Regions from separate parts of the Sus scrofa genome. Here region 1 is linked to region 2. The links are chromatin contacts, called in public Hi-C maps. All regions are on one chromosome and are shown on one strand. The core of a region is the stretch at or near the end of the contact, and the rest is flanking DNA. Distances in the headings are between cores, read along the strand shown. Region 1 overlaps DERL1 (derlin 1). Region 2 holds the start of TBC1D31 (TBC1 domain family member 31).

Region 1 (6,026 bases), core at 1,595-4,094, 44 kb before region 2:
GCAAAATGGCAGATGTGAGGGCGGGCAAGAGAGACGCAGGGACGGAAAGGAGGGAGCGTCCATGTCCACTCCCCTCTTCCAGACACGGACCCAGGGCTCATTTGCCTTTGCCCTTGTGTCCCTGACTGTGAGACATCATAGCGATCACCTTGGAAAGCTGACCTTCACCTTGTAATCCTGGATTCACAGATCCACTCCTACATAGCCTCCCGTCTTCACCTCTAGGGGACTCCTGTTGTAGGAAATCAGTGTCTACACCTCCTCCCAGACCTGACTGCTCTTCTGGCCGCAGGGCAGTTCTACCGAGCTTGCTCTGCTCTAAACAGAGTCTGTGTACTCGACTCATTCCCTCCCTCCTATGGATGCAGTTCAAGTCAGGACCACACGGAGCAAAGACGTCAGGTGTATTAAGCACTAGTACTATCATAAAACCGAAACAGACTCACAGACACAGCAAATAAACGTATGGCTACCAAAGCGGGGGGAGATGGGAGGGAGAAGCATAAATGAGGAGTTTGGGATTAGCAGATACAAACGACTCTATAAAAAATACATCAACAAGATCCCACCGGAGAGCACAAGGGACTGTATTCAGTATCTTGTGATAAGCCATAATGGAAAAGAATACCAAAAAATGTATGTACATGTATATATATGTATGTATGCATAACTGAATCACTTTGCTGTATAACAGAAACTAACACAACACTGTCAATCAACTACACTTCAATTTTTAAACAGAATCTTAAAAGGACTAGCACTATGAAAATCTATTTTAAAAACATAAAAAAACATCGTGTAATGTCAGAAAGAGGAGTTCTTAGAATAGCTGCATCTTGAAATCCTCCTAAAATTTTGACTGGATGCATTCAAGGTTTTCTTAAGTCTCAGGTCTAATTCCAGATAAGAAATCTGACCCTGTTTCATCAAAACTTCTGTACTATCAAACCGCTGACAAAACTACTCCCCACCTGATCTGAGGAGTTTCCATAGGCATTCTGGAATATGCCTTAAGAATAAAAAAACAGGGAGTTCCCTGGTGGCCTAGCGGTTAAGGGCCCAGCTTTAACCATTTTGGCTTGAGTTCAATCCCTGGCCTGGAAATTTCCACAGGCCACGGGCGCAACAACAACAAAAAGGAATAAAAAACAGTAATTTTATGCACAAAGGGCTCAGCCTGGATAGAAATTAGGTCTCTATGTTTGCTCTATCTGGACAGTGAATCCAGAAATATTTATTCAAAAGCACATATATGGAAGCATATATACTCTAACAACAAACTAACCAAAACAAAAAAAAAAGACAGAAAAGAAAAATTCAGTGCTAGGAAGCTGCTGTGTGGCACAGACAGTAAGGATCCAGCATTGCTCCAGCTGTGGTTCAGGTCACAACTGAAATTCAGGTTCAATCTCTGGCCCAGGAACTTCCACATGCTGCAGCTGTGGCCAAAAAAGAAAAAAAAAAAAAAAAAGAAAAAAAAAAGTGTTAAATATGTTTAAAGTCCTGCAATTTTAAACAATTATATCAGAATGAAATTATCAATACGATAAGGTATCAAAGCATCAATGCTGAGATTCTTTAAAGTTCTTTTTTTTTTTTCTTTGTCTTTTGCCTTTTCTAGGGTCACTCCCACAGCATATGGAGGTTCCCAGGCTAGGGGTCGAATCAAAGCTGTAGCCGCCAGCCTACACCAGAGCCACAGCAACAGGGATCCAAGCCGCATCTGCAACCTACACCACAGCTCACGGAAACACCGGATCCTTAACCCACTGAGCAAGGCCAGGGATGGAACCTGCAACCTCATGGTTCTTAGTCGGATTCATTAACCACTGAGCCACGACAGGAACTCCTCTTTAAAGTTCTAATAAAGTTTAGAAAAAAAAAAGATAAAGAATAATGAAAGTCTTCCCAGGATCAGTTTGCAATAAATCTATTATCACTTACGAGCCTCCGATGATATAGTTGAATCCAAGGATAACCCAAGGTAAATAACAGGCCTAGGAAAGAAGATACACAAACATGAATAACTCCATACAACTGCTAAGGGGCTGCTATGGGTACGGTTATCCTAACAAGGGTGTCTATAAATCTTTTGGAAAGTCACTGCAAAAATTCCTTAGATCCATCTGGCATCATTCCTGTTGTACTTAAACATTCCCACCTAAAATTATGCTTATTTATATATTAGTAACTCAAGACAAGGTACTTTGCCCGTAGTTTTCAGATGTGATACGTACCCTGCTGAATTATAACAGCTTTAGAAAACAGACGTGTCCCCTATGGATGCTAACAGAAACATAGTCCATAAGAGAGGCACACTAAGACTCCAGCCAGCAAATTGTTACCAGTAACTTACCAAATACCCCCATCTTTTTAGGTTCTCCTTTTACGTACTTCACAAAATCATTTCGAATTTTTACCACATTATACATCTTGAACTAACACTCTCCCGTACAAGACTTCCTGTACAGCCCAGGGAACTCTACTCAATATTCTGTGATAATCTATATGGGAAAGGACTCTGAAAAAGAATGGATGTGTGTATATATATAACTGAATCACTGTCATACAGCAGAAATTATCACAACCTTGTAAATCAATTATACTTCCATAAAACTTAAAAAAAAAAAAAAACCCACTCTGCCAAATGAGAGAGCTCTCCAGACAAATTCAACATTGGAGCCCCTGTAAAAAATTAATAAACAGAAACCTCAATTAAGTACAGTTGGGAGACCAGAAGGGGGAGCTCTCGCGCCCTGTTCCAAAAGCAGAGCCCAACAGGAAGAAGACAGACTTCTTTCCTTGCAAGGACTCAGCCAATGACAAGCTCTGTTTACCACGGCCCTCCCAACTTCCTCTTCCTCTCTCTATAAAAGCTCTCTCCTTCCCTTGGTGTGCAGGGACTCACACGTGGCCAGCCATGGCTGCAGACTCCAAAATGCAATTCTCTGTCGATCCCAAGTAAACCTTCTTGCTGGAGAAATATCTGACAGCCTATTTACTTTGGGTCAACATCCCTTCCAGATTCAAGACATCAATCTAATAGCTAAGGGAGTTGCAAAAATATCACACATGTCGATAACTTGAAGGTAGAATATGGTAAGTGCTCTAAGAGGAACACAAAGTAGTGCAAGAGCCCAAAGGCAAGATGAATGCCACAGACAGATGAGGCAGGAAATACACTCAGTCCCAACTCAAATTAAAAAAAGAGTATGGTTTCGGAGTTCCCCTCATGGTGCAGTGGTTAACGAATCTGGCTAGGAACCATGAGGTTGCGGGTTCGATCCCTGGCCTTGCTCAGTGGGTTGAGGATCCGGTGTTGCCGTGAGCTGTGGTGTAGGTTGCGGACGCGGCTCGGATCCCACGTTGCTGTGGCTCTGGCGTAGGCTGGCGGCTACAGCTCCGATTGGACCCCTAGCCTGGGAACCTCCATATGCTGTGGGAGTAGCCCTAGAAAAGGGAAAAAGACAAAAAAAAAAAAGAGTACGGTTTGGAGTTCCCACTGTGGCACAACGGGATTGGCAGTGTCTCTGGCACGCAGGGACGCAGGTTTAATCCCCAGCCTGGCACAGTAGGTTAAGAATCAGGCGTTTCTGCAACTGCAGCTCGGATCTGATCCCTGGCCCAGGAACTCAATATGCCAAAGGCGGCCAAGGGGAAAAAAAAAAAGTACAGTTTTCATAAAGAAGAAAATCAAAAAGATGTTGCGGGCAGATTGTGAGCAAAGGCACAAAGGGAAGTGTTTGGGAGGCAAAAAAATAAATAAAATAAAAATCTGTTTGGCTAGAGTGTAAACCACATAACAGGGAATGATAAGAATGGATTTTCAAAGAAATAGTTCCACATGAGTATCCCTCCCTCCCTCTACCACACACATACATGAGATCACTCGGGGACACAGGCCTAAGGGGCCAAGAACTAACAGCAAAGGACTGAGGTTTGGCTAAAGAACAGCAGGGTGACTGAGGAGGGGCGAGGGGGCTTGCCTGTGGTTTGCTGCTCTGCAGTGACCTCTGCTGGTTGTGTCAGAAAGTGCATCTTTGGGCTGAAGAGCGGGATTTTTGCAAAGACTAATGAAAAGGAAAATCTGCCAGCTAGGTTATAGTACCTTAAATCTTGTTCCAAACCAAAACGATACAATCATGTCTCTGTTCAGCTGGGCCCAGACGTAAAGCACTGACATGATCAGAGGGATCATCAGCAACTGCAAGAGAAAGGAACACGTAAGGACAGGGCTCCAGCGGCACTGAGAACAAGCCAAGCGTCAAGCTACCTTTTTCTCTTTTTAACCTCTCCCCTCCAAATAAACTCACCTATGGACAGTCAAAACGCAGAAAGAAATTCAACTCATCAGAATTAAAAGTTGGCCCTTTCCCTTAATCATTCAATGCATGCTTTAAAATCTTGTAATAAAATACAACACAATTATATTATTTTGGGTAGATTTAGAAGTATCAGGGGCAAGCTTTGTTACTTGAAAAAAGTATGCAATAAAGCTTTACTTACTGTATAGTCTCAATTTTTACAAAAACTACATATCCACAGACGCTTAGAAAATACTGGATAACCATCATTCTCAACGTTCATACATAAGAAGAAAGCCAGAAATTAACAAGAAAAGTAATGCTTTAGGGACTTCACGTAAGATCTTCAACATATCATATCATTAACCATGTAGTTAATATGATTTAAACTTCTATCAAAGGCCATCTTTGGGCTGAAGAGCGGGTAAATTCGAAACACATAAAAAGGCAAACAGACAGTTTCAAGGGACACTTACCTGCATATCCATTGCTAAGCCAGTAATCTTGGTTTGTCAAGTTAAAGATCAGACAGAAACAAAGCATTCTGCACCTAGTAAAAGTTCACTGCATTCCAGTTTTCTGAAGGAAACACTCTTCTATGGTTTACGTTGCTTAAAACACCCTAGAACACAAAGATGTCTAATAATCTTCATTCTGAAGGTGCTATTCGACTACCCGATGACAAAGAAAGAATAGAAATTAACTGCTGTGGTCTATGACTCCGTCTGGTCACCTGCGTCCCCTGTGCCCTGCCACCGCATTTTAGCATCTCTCCTTCAACTAAGAGATGGAGGTGCCTGCGCCCTCTGAACCAAAGAATGCTTCGACTCACATTCGGGGCTCCAGGGCGCGGGTGAGACCCCAAAACTCTTTTCCTTCCCCTAAAGGAGGGAAAAGGGCATCCAAAGTGCCACATTTTTCTGCCTCTTGGCCAAGTTGCAATGGCAGCTGAGCCCCAGAGTGATGGTGGGCTCACCAACTCTGCACAGGACTTGAGCCACCAAACCCTTCTGCTGCTCTCACCATCTGCAGAGGTCGCAGCCAGGAGGCTGCCGACAAGTGTGGGGGATGCACCGCCAGCAGCGAGACTGCTGTGGCCTCTCCCAGGGCCGGGGACCTCCACGGGGCCTGAATGACGACTTAAGGCCCCGAGACTAAGACGGCAATCAAGTCAGAGAAGGAGGCTGGTTGTAAATTAATTTTCTGATAAGGACCACAGCTTTCAAAAGCTGTCTCATGGCACGGAATCTCTTTGTGCTGCAGTCAACAAGCTGTCACACACGAGAACACAGAGAACTGGGAACAAGGAGCAGGAACGGTAATAAAACTCAACCAAATGTGCAAAAAGCCCACAAAGGCAATGACGGGAGAATCCATCACACTAGGGTTCCATGATTTACTCCTGCTTTTGAAAAGGACTTTCATGATTCTTAATTATTAACTGCACTAAACAAAGATGCAAATATTATATGTTTAAAATGTTATATGGATTACTATCTATCTCCCCAAACCCTGGGGGGGGGGCAAAAAATCCTGGTTATTTCTGGCCCAAAATAACAGACTGAAGGATACCACAATGCAAATCCAGTTAAAGAGGAGCATGAATAAATAGTCGGCCGGCCTCCCATCGAAAGCTCCTGGAAACAAAAATAAGCCAAATGTCATGGTTCAGAATTTTAAACAATGGAATGTCAATGTTGAGAAATACTTCCAAAAATTACA
Region 2 (6,704 bases), core at 168-2,667:
TTTTATTTTATTTATTTATCTTTGCCAAGAAGGGCCGCTCCCGGCATATGGAAGCTCCCAGGCTAGGGGTCGAATCGGAGCTGTAGCTGCTAGCCTATGCCAGAGCCACAGCAATGTGGGATCAAGCTGTGTCTGCAACCTACACCACAGCTCACGGCAACGCTGGATCCTTAACCCACTGAGCAAGGCCAGGGATCGAACCCAAAACCTCATCGTTCCTAGTCGGATTCGTTAATCACTGAGCCACGACGGGAACTCCAATATTTTAAAAAAGCATTATATATGCATTTAAAATCTCACTTTTACCCTGCAGTGACAGGTGTTCTTAGAAAAGCAGTGAGGCGTTCCCGTTGTGGCTCAGCAGTTAATGAACCTGACTAGTATCCATGAGGATGTGGGTTCGATCCTTGGCCTCTCTTAGTAGGTTAAGGATCTAGCGCTGCCATGATTGGTGGTGTAGGTCGCAGTAGTGGCTCAGATCCCAAGTTGCTGTGGCTGTGGTGTAGGCCATTGGCTACAGCTCCAATTCAATCCCTAGCCTGGGAACTTCCATATGCCAAGAGTGCGGCCCCAAAAAGACAAAAATAAACAAACAAGCAAAAACAAAGTGAGATTCAAATAGAGATTAAAGGAAAGAAAGTGATGTGAAAATGGAGGCAAAGATACTTCACCAGAGCCTCTGGAGGGCGTGGCCAACCAACACCTTGATTCAGACTCTGAGCTCCAGAACTGCAAATGAATAAATTTCTGTCGTCTTATGCACCAAGTTTGTCAGGAAGCCAATACATTACCTCATAGAGCAGTAAAAATGGCGATGGTAATGCTACTAGAGTTGTAGGTTTGCTTTGAGGATTAAATGAATTAAAATTCTAAGGAACTTAGAAGTGTGTTTGATACCTAGTAAGCACTGTTAAAGTTCTAAGTGAATTTTTTTAAAAAAAGAATTTCTCTGGCGTCAATGCAAGTTGTTGAAGACATCGCTTTACTGGTGTATAACTGGGGTATTGGACGCCATAATACAAGAATCTCTTGTTAGACTATGGAATTGAAACAACATTCACAGCAATGGTGAAAAGACCAAGGGTGGGCTCCACAAAGGTTCTTTTCGAACCCAAGTGTTCTCTAAAAGAAACCCTTCAATTCTAAATGCATTTGGATCCTGGCTTCTATTAGTTTTCTGTACAATCCCTTAATCCCTAAACACAATGTGAAACGCAATCAGAGACCACTGGGGAAAATCACTTTATCGCCTCCTTTGGGAGCCTAAAACCCTGCGAGGCCCCCAGAGAACAGAATTCCCTAGCCAGTTCCTCGCTCTCGCCTTGCACCTGCAGAAAACTACGATTCCCAGAAGGCTTTGGACCGCGAAAGGGGGCGGAATCTAAGAGAGAGTTGGTCGTTGGCCGATCCCATGGTCTAGCGCGGGAAGGGTCGCCTGGGCGGAGTTTGGGAGGAAGCCGCCTCCCGATTAGTTGTAAATGGAAAGACGGCGTCCTGCCCGTAGTTGGTACGGTCCGCGGCGGACCGGGGCGGTAGCCGCCGGCGCTCAAGTTTCCCGGGCCGGAGCGTAGGGCCTGCCGGGAAAGCGCCGGAACCGTTGTTCGCCAGGCCGGCTGCAGCAGCGCGTGGGCTGCGACATGCAGAGCACAGACCTGGGCAACAAGGAGAGCGGCAAAATATGGCACCGGAAGCCATCCCCGGCCACACGGGACGGGTAAAGGCCGCGGCAGGAGGCGCGCTATGGATGGGGATGGAGGCCGGCGACGGGCGAGTCCACGGCTTTGGAGAGGCGTTTGAGGGGCTAGTGGGAAGGGTCTCCGGACGGGGTGCGTAGGGCTAGGTGGAAATTCGGGTTCTGGCTCTGATCCTGCGCGGAATCCCCGGGGAATGCAGGTAGCCTTAGTCTTGGTTTGCTCCGACCACTTGGTCCTTAAAGACCTCCTTCCCAGTCCTAGGGGCGGGGGTCTGTTTGGGATCCGCGTGGAGTAATAGGTCCTGATTTATGTCAGGGAATTTGTGCTTCTGATGCGTGCCAGGACTGCCTGCCTTAATTATCACAGTATCCCTGTGGTATTCCTGGCACGCAGTAGATACTCAGTAAATATTTGTTAAGTATTCCAGCTGGGAAAGAACTCAGGAGGAACGGATGCGGGGAGAGGAGGAGACGAGTGCACTTCTCCCCCTTCCAAATGCCGTCTATCCATCCTCGAATCATGGTCTGTATTCAGGCGAGCATTCATTCATCGACGGCTTGATGAGGACCCACTGTGTGCCGAGCTAAGTGCTGGGGGACAGCTGGAGAGCAAAAAACTGCTGGTTCTCTTGGAGTTTACGTATTAACGTGTGTGGTGGTGATGGTGGCGGGAAGGGGGAGCAGTTGTATTTACAACGTAGGGCGACCTTCAAGTAAGACTAGCACTGCTGCTGTTCCATTTTATTTTTTTAATAGACTTTATTTCTTTAGGATAGTTTTAGGTTCACAGAAAAATTGAGAGGAAGGTATGGAGATTTCCCATGTACCCCCTTGCCCCCACACCTGCCTAGCCTCCCCATTATGGATATCCCCCACCAGACCTGCAGTTGTTGCGATTAATGAGCCTACACTGACCCATCTTTATCACCCAGAGTTCACATTTCACATTAGGATTCCCTCTAGGTATTCTACATTCTGTAGATCCGGACAGACATATAATGACATTATCCACCTTTATGATCTCATACAAAGTATTTACATTGTCCTAAAAATTGTCTGTGCTCTGCGTATTCACCCCTTCCTCCCCAGCGCTTCATTCTGTCCTGTTTGAGGCTCCTGTGTGACTTGAAGGCAGGCTTTGTCCCAAAGTGGTACCATCTTGGTTCCAGTTGTTTCACGGAGACTAACCTTCTCGCTTCGAATTCCTTAGGATTTCATGGCCCTCGCTGCATCACTTGAGTTTATGTTTCTGTGTATTTCTTGTTCTAGTAATTATTCTGTTGATCCTTTGGTTGCTTCTCAACCAATGAGTAGACTTTTGAGTGCCAACTACCCATGCCCAAAGCACTGTGCTACATGTTGTACTGTCGGCTTGTTTGGTTCCTGGTTGCTAGCAGTCCCCTAACAACGCTGCTGACGCATCACCTCCACTGTGCTGAATAAACATTTTATCTAGAATAGGGATTTTTCTTTTTCCTTTTTTTTTTTTCTTTTTTATAGCCACACCTGCGCCATATGGAAGTTCCTAGGCTAGGGGTCCAATCAGAGCTGAAGCTGTAGCCTACACCCACAGCAACGCTGGATCCGAGGTGCAGCTGCAGTTTTACACTGCAGCTTGAGACAATGCCACATCCTTAACCCACTGAGTGAGGCCAGGGATTGAACCTGAATCCTCATGGACGCTAACCCAGGTTCTTAACCCCGCTGAGCCACAACCAGAACTCCTAGAATAGGAATTTTTCAGTAGAGATTTTCATTTCCAAATTTGGAGTTTATGTAAATGCCACCCCTACTTGTGATGTTCTCTAAGTGTTATAAAAGTTATGCCAACCTACAATAATTCTTTCTTGCTGTAAAATCTAGATACAGGTGCAAGGTTCGAAACATAAAAAGAATGAGTTTGTGTGCAAATGTTTTTATTTCTTTTACTAAAACATAGCTTTCTTGGAGTTCCTGTCATGGTTCTGTTTAACGAAACTGACTAGCATCCATGAAGACACGGGTTCGATCCCTGGCCTCGTTCAGTGGGTTAAGGATCCAGTGTTGCCATGAGCTGTGGTGTAGGTTGCAGACAGGGCTCGGATCCTGCATTTCTTTGGCTGTGATGTAGGCTGGCAGCTACAGCTCTGATTCAACCCCTAGCCTGGGAACCTCCACATGCTGCAGGTTTGGCCCTCAAAAGACAAAAACAAACACATAGCTTTCTTTTTGCTCATTAAAACCCATCATTATGGTGTAGAGGGATTCCTGCTGTGGCAGAGGTGGTTAAGGATCCGGCTCTGGCTCTGCAGCAGCTGGGGTGGCTGCTGAGGCTCAGGTTTGATTCCTAGCCCTGCATAATGGATTAAGCACCTCGCTTTGCCATAGCTGCAGCTCGGATTTGATCCCTAGCCGAGGAACTTCATTTGCTGCAGGTGCCGCCCCCCCAAAAAAAAACCAAAAAAAATCCTATTATGTTGAGAAAGCAGAGAGCATTGACTGGAGTTGAAGTAAATGTCCATTAACTAGCTCTCTGACCTTGAGCAAGTTAATCTCTCAGGCTCTAAGTGAAGATAATCATACCTAATTGTCTTAGGGAATTAGTGTTTCATGCCTCTTGGTGTTCAGTGAGTATCTGATGTTTTTACAGTATTTCGGGACTGAGGGACTCTCTCAGGCGAACTGAGCATTGACAGACAGTTCTAAAAATAAATAATACGTGTGATTTCTATGAAAGATCAGAAAGACAGAATGTTGCTGTGGTGATTATACCAAGATGGTAGGGCTATAATACAATTGATTTATTTGTTAGCGTTTTTCCGTGTTTTCCATATTTGGAACAGTGAGCATGTAATACACATAGTTAAATGTTACAGAAGAAAGACTGGAGGAAACAGTTGTTTGCTTGGTTTGAGTTTAATTGCCAGGGAACATGTTGATGTTAATACCTGTCACTTCAGTACATTTATTCATCCCTCTCCCCTTCAGGGATGTCAGAGAAAAACCAGAGTTTGACAGTAGTTAAAGTGGTAAAAACAGACTGTACTCAGGACTATTGCAACAGAGGAAAAGAGAGCCTACTCTAAAACTGGGCTCAATTCTGAATACGGCCTGAGCAAGTGGGAAGTTAAGGCCAACAAGCAGGATGGGGATCAGTAGATGGGAAATTACTAAGAGAAGACACCTGAGATGCGGGAGTTCTGGCTAAATGTACCTCACAGGATTCTTTTCCTTGTTTGTTTTTGGCTTTTTAGGGCCACACCTACAGCAAATGGAAGTTCCCAGGCTAGGCTTTGAATTGGAGATGCCGACGCCACAGCCTCGCCAGATTCTTAACCTACTGATTGAGGCCAGGGACCGAACCTGAGTCCTCAGGGATGCTAGTTGGGTTTGTTACCATTGGGCCACAAGGGGAGCTCCCTCGCAGACTTCTCATGAAGACAGGCCGAGGTGATCAGACCTGGCTTGAAAGATAAGGTGGCGGGGATGAGAAACCTGATCAGATGTCTAGGATGAGGATACGGAGCTTAGGAGCTTCCGATTAAACTGACTGACCAGCTTTCTTGCTAAAATAAGATTTTACAAGGAAGTGCGCAGATGGGCCTAGCAGAAGCCTTGGGAGCCTGACTAGTTTGGTCAAGCCAAGAATCTTTGTCAGAGGCTAGATAAAAATAATTTTGCTGTTTCACCCAATGAGTCTGAAAAGCCTTAGATTTAGACAAACGGAAGAAAATGTTTGATATACTTAAATCAATTTGGTATTTTTAAAATGAAGTGATAATGAGGCGATGTGGTTTTAAAATTAAAGTTTAAATTCATAAGAAATCAGTTAAGATAAAAAATGTCATTACTTGAAAATTTGTTGCAGGGGAGTTCCTGTCGTGGCGCAGTGGTTAACGAATCCGACTAGGAACCATGAGGTTGCGGGTTCGATCCCTGGCCTTGCTCAGTGGGTTAATGATCCGGCTTTCCATGAGCTGTGGTATAGATTGCAGACGAGGCTCGGATCCTGTGTTGCTGCAGCTCTAAATGGACCCCTAGCCTGGGAACTTCTTTTTTTTTTTTGTCTTTTGTTGTTGTTGTTGCTATTTCTTGGGCCGCTCCCGCGGCATATGGAGGTTCCCAGGCTAGGGGTCAAATCGGAGCTGTAGCCACCAGCCTACGCCAGAGCCACAGCAACGCGGGATCCGAGCCGCGTCTGCAACCTACACCACAGCTCACGGCAACGCCGGATCGTTAACCCACTGAGCAAGGCCAGGGACCGAACCCGCAACCTCATGGTTCCTAGTCGGATTCGTTAACCACTGCGCCACGACGGGAACTCCCCTAGCCTGGGAACTTCTATATGCCGCAGGAGCGGCCCAAGAAATGGCAAAAAGACCAAAGAAAAAAAAATTGTTGCAGGAAAGGGTAGGATTATTCTGGTGTTTATACACACACACACGTATATATTTTTGTCTTTTTACGTCTGAACACGAGGCATGCGAAAGTTCCCAGGCTAGGGGTCAAATTGTAGCTGCAGCCGCCAGTCTACACCATAGCAATACCAGATCCTTAACCCACTGAGTGAAGCCAGGGATCAAACCCACATCCTCATGGGTACTAGTCAGGTTCGTTAACCACTGAGTCACAACAAGAACTCCTAATTTTTAAAACATTTTTAACTCAAGTATAGTTGATTTACAGTGTTGTGCCAATTTCTGCTGTACAGCAAGATGACCCAGTCAGACAGATACATATATATATACACACACACACACGTTCTTTTTCTCATGTTTTCTTCCATCATGTTCTATCCAAGAGATTGGGTATAGCTCCCTGTGCTGTAGGAGTGGGACCTCATTGCTTATCCATTCTAAATGTAATAGTTTGCATCTACTAACCCCAAACTCCTAGTCCAGCCCACTCCCCCCTCTCTTTTCCCTTGCCAACCACAATCTCTTCTCTAGGTCTGTGAGTCTCTCTTTTTTTGTAGATTGGTTCATTTGTGCCATCTTTTAAATTCCACATATAAGTGATATCATAGGGTATT

The links. A called contact is a pair of places that touch in the nucleus more often than the background predicts.
Region 1: a contact with region 2 is called in a Hi-C map of skeletal muscle, with 3 times the contacts expected there. The contact joins the enhancer-like site here to the promoter of TBC1D31 in region 2. A contact is called at or near these places in 3 of 47 Hi-C or Micro-C datasets (heart right ventricle, liver and skeletal muscle) and 1 of 2 datasets of contacts at active chromatin or transcription factors (alveolar macrophages).

What each region holds. Positions count from the first base shown.
Region 1 is chr4:16,328,874-16,334,899 of Sscrofa11.1, reverse strand. It overlaps DERL1 (derlin 1), which reads right to left. Exons shown (of 8, transcript NM_001244479.1): 3 at 5,877-5,941; 4 at 4,781-4,807; 5 at 4,109-4,204; 6 at 1,945-1,997. Among named protein-coding and RNA genes, the nearest start is that of DERL1, 21 kb to the right of the region's middle. Within about 2 kb of position 2,844, at least 17 of the 83 cell types and tissues checked have an H3K27ac peak or open chromatin away from gene starts, as enhancers often do. A contact at or near this core is called in alveolar macrophages and skeletal muscle, where this site is marked.
Region 2 is chr4:16,282,522-16,289,225 of Sscrofa11.1, reverse strand. TBC1D31 (TBC1 domain family member 31) reads left to right here and starts at 1,417. Exons shown (of 20, transcript XM_021088972.1): 1 at 1,417-1,714.